2 separate regions of the Mus musculus genome follow, and region 2 is linked to region 1. The links are chromatin contacts, called in public capture Hi-C maps. All regions are on one chromosome and are shown on one strand. The core of a region is the stretch at or near the end of the contact, and the rest is flanking DNA. Distances in the headings are between cores, read along the strand shown. Region 1 overlaps Pvt1 (Pvt1 oncogene). Region 2 overlaps Pvt1 (Pvt1 oncogene).

What was found. Capture Hi-C pulls out chosen DNA fragments and counts their contacts.
Region 2: a capture Hi-C map of bone marrow-derived macrophages shows a contact between it and region 1, with 2.4 times the contacts expected there. The contact joins two enhancer-like sites. A contact is called at or near these places in 5 of 484 Hi-C or Micro-C datasets (CD8 T cells, bone marrow-derived macrophages, liver and 2 more), 1 of 115 datasets of contacts at active chromatin or transcription factors (pancreatic cancer cells) and 1 of 9 other capture datasets (bone marrow-derived macrophages).

What each region holds. Positions count from the first base shown.
Region 1 is chr15:62,055,276-62,057,975 of GRCm38.p6, forward strand. The region is part of intron 1 of Pvt1 (Pvt1 oncogene); the gene reads left to right. Among named protein-coding and RNA genes, the nearest start is that of Pvt1, 19 kb to the left of the region's middle. Within about 2 kb of position 1,301, at least 71 of the 459 cell types and tissues checked have an H3K27ac peak or open chromatin away from gene starts, as enhancers often do. A contact at or near this core is called in bone marrow-derived macrophages, where this site is marked.
Region 2 is chr15:62,250,949-62,253,648 of GRCm38.p6, forward strand. All of the region lies in intron 4 of Pvt1 (Pvt1 oncogene), which reads left to right. Among named protein-coding and RNA genes, the nearest start is that of Pvt1, 210 kb to the left of the region's middle. Within about 2 kb of position 1,388, at least 14 of the 459 cell types and tissues checked have an H3K27ac peak or open chromatin away from gene starts, as enhancers often do. A contact at or near this core is called in bone marrow-derived macrophages, where this site is marked.

The DNA.
Region 1 (2,700 bases), core at 51-2,550:
GTATGAGCTGCAGAAGCATCATACCCCTGCAGGGCTCCAAGTCCTCTCAGGAATATGAGCAAATTAGATGCAAATATCCCAGGTGCACCTGGAACTTACAGTACAATAGGAGACATTGATAGTTGCAGTCTTCCTTAGGAGGAGCAACTGTCCTTTGACAGTACCGTCTTCCTACTCTTGCTAACAAAGATGCGGAAGCAGAGCTTTCTGTCTTTCAAAGAGAAGGCTGGGCTGGGGGACAGAGTCAGAGTACAGCACTTGCTGGGAGCACATGATGACCTGGGTTTACTCTTCAACATCCCCACTACACCAAGGGGGAAAGAATACGACGAGGGAGCTTTTAAAATATAAAAAAAAAACGCTTGATTTCTGCTGGGTGTGGTAGCATCAGGGAGGCAGAGGCAGGGAGATCGTAAGTTTGAGGTTAGCTAGGACTGTACGGTGTGAGACTGTATTAGTTACTTTCTTTCATTGCCTCAGTCAAAAACCTGATGGAGTTACATTAAGGGGGAAAGGGTGCTTTGGGGGATACATTTGAGAGGATTCAGTCACTTACTGTGGGAACGTCACTGTAACAGGAACATGAGGCAGCTGTTCACACTGCAATTGTAGTCAGGACGCGGAGAGATGAGCGCTGCTTTCAGCCCCCTTTCTCCTTGTCAGTAAGTCCTAGAATTCAGCCGGTTGAAAATGTGTTGCCCACATTCAGGGTAGATCTTTCCATCTCAGCTAACCCAGTCTAGAAACTCCTTCGTAGGCTTTGTCAGAGGTGGCTCACCTAGATGCTCCTAGATCCTGTCAAGCTGACAATGAATGTTAACCATTGCACCCCCCACTCTGCCCCCCACAAAGTGAGATAGAACAAACCCTCTCCTGATTTCAAGTATGTTCAATTCAGATTTTAAGGGAAGTCCCAGGCCAAAGGAACAACTGTTTCGGGCCAGTAGATTGCAGCCTTCAGGCTATAGGGCTTCCCCCCTTAGGTTGACGTAGCTCCTTCTGTTGGGCCATGACTCTGTATCCCCATATCCCTTCAGACAACAGCACTCATGGCAGGCATGCTCTACTTGCATGGCAGTGGACTTGAATGCTATTTTGGCCACCTGACATCTCCTGACCCAGAGTTAACTGATCTTTCCTTAGAGTTATCTGCCTAGAATTGAGCCACTCCCTTCAGTCTCCCCTCAACTTCCAGGCCATACAGAGCTGGAAAAGCCACCACTTCCTGCATTCTACATAGGCCTGCTCATTTCTCTTCCCTCTCCGCTTTCTCAACACATGCCGGTTCTTTGTTCCTGTTGCGTGGGCTATCATGAGTTTCCCAACTGCTCTGTGACCTTTCCCTTGCTGGCTGCTTAGCCACTGAGTGAGGATTTCACTGGAAGATCAGAATGACTGTCACATTTCTCTCCACAGACAGGAAGAGATTGTAGCAGGGTTGCTTGAGGAAGAAAAACCAACTTCCCATCCTGAGGAGAATAGCCACATGTCATTTTATGCAGGGTTTTTTTTTTTTTTTTTTTTTAAATCATTTTCCATTTTATTGAGCTTTTTACCATCTTCCTGCGAGTTGTAAGAGGAAATTGGATAGGGACACAAAGGGAGTGGAGCTTGACGTGGACCCGGAGGTATTCGAGATTGTCCAGAGGGACAGTAAAGAGGAATCTTCTTCCTGGAAGGTCCCAGCCTTTGTCTCTGAGAAAGGTGGAGTGAGAGAAAGGGCAAAGAGGAGGAAACTGTGTCATTAACACAGTCACAAGCTGGGGGCTGCGGAGGAAGCTCACCGGTCAAGAATGTTTGGTGTTCTTAGCGAAGACCAAAGTCCTGTCGGAAACACCCACATCTGGCATCTCAAAATTGCCAGTGCCTCCGGCTTTGGGAGCGTCCAACACCCTCTTCTGGCCTCTGTGCATCTAATGTACATTCACACGGATGTGCACAGGACACATAAATGAAAAGTGAGAATAAACCTTAAGGGAGATAAGCGCATCCTGCCATTACTTTGTATTGGTCACAACTCTAATACAGTGTCATTCAGATGTTAACCCCGTTCCCTAGTATTCTTCCACGCTCACAAATGGTGGAGGCCACAGTCCCTGTGGTACAAGCCTGAAAGCTAAGCTATTTGGGAAATAAGGCAGGAAGAGGTTGAGACCAGCTTTGGCTACCGAGTGAGCTCAGGGCCAGCTTGGGTATCATAGCAAGAGTCTATTTCCCGTTACCCTAGCCTCTTCACCCACCCTATCTTTTCTTTTGCTCATTTTTTTTTTTTTTTCTGTAGAATACAGTTCAATGACTTGGAGTACATTCATTGCACAGCCTTCCCTATTAACTATTTCTAGAACTTTCTTCATTATCTCAGACTGAAAGTCTATCTGTTAAGCACTTTCACTTCCCTGCCAGCTGTGGAACTTGCTGTTCAACTTGGAGTCTAGGACTCTGGCTGCTCTCTTACACCATCTCTGTGAAAGTGACTGGCCCAGGCTGGTCTCTGACATTGCCATCCTCCTGCACCATCTGCCTGGTCTCACTCTGCTTTGAATTGCATTTCTCTAATGACTACTGACGAGTGTCTTTTTATGTACCCATTGGATACCCGAATATTTTCAGAGAATCTTTTGTTACTATTGTAGTTATTGTGTTATAAAAGTTCCATGATGTCAGTTCCCTCTCAGATACATAGTTCTTGATATTTCCTTT
Region 2 (2,700 bases), core at 138-2,637, 200 kb after region 1:
TGAAGCTCAATAAAACAATTTGACCAAGTTTTAAGCGTGATTTTTTTTAGAACCTTTGAAATGGGCCTTGAGACGACTTCTTGAAGAGTTCTGGATATGCTCTCAACACAAGGACCAGAGATGAAGAAATGTTTGGAAATGAGTACATTGGTGATGCTGTGGAGGTGATTGAATGAACCTTGCACTCATTAGATAATCTCCCTTCCTCTCTCCCTAGGTATCTTTGAGCAGTCTTAGTCTAAGCAGCATTCTCTTCTATGGGGGTTTATGGACAGAATGGCTTGGCATTTATGGGCTTTCTATTGGAACACAGGAGTTCTGTCTTTTCCTTGAAATATGTGCAGACTGGTGACTGTTGTATGCAGCTCCTGCCTTGTGTTCTTGGAGTAGAAGCACCAGGAGAACATGGTGAGGGTGATGCTGAAGAGCCACTCTTAACCTAGCTATGGCCTTGGATTAGCTCCCTGCCAGCGATGGTCATCTTGACTATTTAGGCCTTTGGCATTTCTGTATGACCACAATCTAAGTGACATGTGAGTACCAGGGCATGGGAAATCCCCAGTGAGAACCACCCCACCAAGTCCTTCCCAGATTCCTGACCAAAATCATGACAAGCAGTACGAAATGACTGGTGTTTTAAAACACCAAGTTCTGCCATAATTTGTACTCGGCAATGAAATGCAGTCCCCACTGTAATTCTCCTGCACACTAGGCAACTGGGCAAATGACTTTCAGTATTAAGCACATCAAACTTCTCACCTCTGTGTTAGGAGTACTCATGTAGATGTTGCCATTGATCAGTCTGAAAGTAAGTTTTGTTTAAATGCAACAGGCTTTGCAGCAGCTACTATGTTTCTTCCAATCTAGACGCCACCCAAAAAGAAAGAAAAGAAAGGTGTAGCTCTCCATTAATTTATGCTTACAGAGAGAGAAACAAATCTTGCCAGTGAAACTACAGCCTGCCTCTGATTGGAGGATACTTCTCCTTTCAAAAGATTCATGTCTGAAAACTTCTGATTAGAAGGCTGATGAGCACAAAGACAAGGCTGTGCCCAGATGAAAAGTAAAAGCCTGAAGACTCAAGTTTGTGATAAATGGAGAGATCAGAAGAAATATGGCTTTGTATCAGAGATGTATAACTGTTGCCCCATTTTCCACAATGTAACACCGAGGTATAATACTGCTTGTGATCTGGGCCAGAAAGTGATCTCCTTGGACCATTGCCAACTAGAAGGAGTCAAATGGCATTGCTTCATGGCTCTTTAGCCAAACTGTGCTCTGTGAGAAGGATGAAGTCAGATCTCTAAATCAGGTTGTGTTGAGCTGTTGTTAGCAAGAGCTTGTCTGTGGCAATGATGACCAGTCAAGCCCCATTTCCTTCTGCTTCTTATGACATTCCCTTTTTAGGACATGAACTGGCATTTCCATCTGAGATGCCAACCAGAGTGCAGAAGAGACTCTGGTCACATCTTCCTTTTTTTTTTTTTTTTTTTTTTTTTTTTTTTTTTTTTTTTAAAGATTTATTTATTATTATATGTAAGTATACTGTAGCTGTCTTCAGATGCACCAGAAGAGGGCATCAGATCTCATTATGGGTGGTTGTGAGCCATCATGTGGTTGCTGGGAATTAAACTCAGGACCTTTGGAAGAACAGTCAGTGCTCTTAACCACTGAGCCATCTCTCCAGCCCCCTCTGGTCACAGAAATATATGCACCTGAATCCTAGCTGTTCCGTGCAGCACAGTAGTTAGCCTGGTCTCAGGGGTCTTTATTATGTTGATTCTACTGTAAAAGTTATCCCCCTGGGACCAGAGATGTTAAGTCTTATCCAAGTCAACTGCTTAATTATAAAAATTTACTTCATTGAAAAACAGCACTGTGCTACTGGGCATGCTCCCAAGACTGGGAAGAAAAGTTTCTCGCTATTATAGCTGTTCGGACAGACCAGTCAAAACAGACTTCTTCTTCTTCTTCTTTTTTAAATCCGAGACAGGGTTTCTCTGTATAGTTCTGGCTGTCCTGAAGCTCACTTTGTAGACCAGGCTGGCCTCGAACTCAGAAATCCGTCTGCCTCTGCCTCCCGAGTGCTGGGATTAAAGGCATGCACCACCACACCCGGCAAACAGTCTTCTATATAGCATCTCCTTATGGCCAACAATGTAGGCTTTCCACCAATACTGACAAAACAGAAATCTGTACAGACTCAACTCTGATGGGAAATTCTAGATCCTTGTTCCTGCACAGAAATGGCATTGGCTCCCTGAAGCAGTGTGGGTGGTGGCATCTCTGGATCATGCCCAACCTCCTGACAGTGTCTGCAGCTCTGGGGTCAGACTGCATGTCAGCCCGGTCACTACAACTTACAGTTTGAATGCCTGGGCACATTTCTCAGCTTCTCACCATTGCAACATTAAATAACTCTAGAATCTACCCCATCCCCAGACTGCCATAAGGAAGTGTGCTTGCTTAGATTGCATATCAGGTACCCAGTGATATTATTTGAAAGGCACTTGCTGAGTGTCTTCACCAACCATCTCCTATAGCTTGTGATCGTCATCATAGCCCTTTTTGTGACCCATCAGACAGTTTTACAGATGAGGAAATGTGCGGAGGTTCTTGCCCGTAGTTCTGTGGCTGGGGTATGATAGAACCTGGCTGTTACCTGACATCATTAAAATTGACTTCTTTTTTGTCCATGAG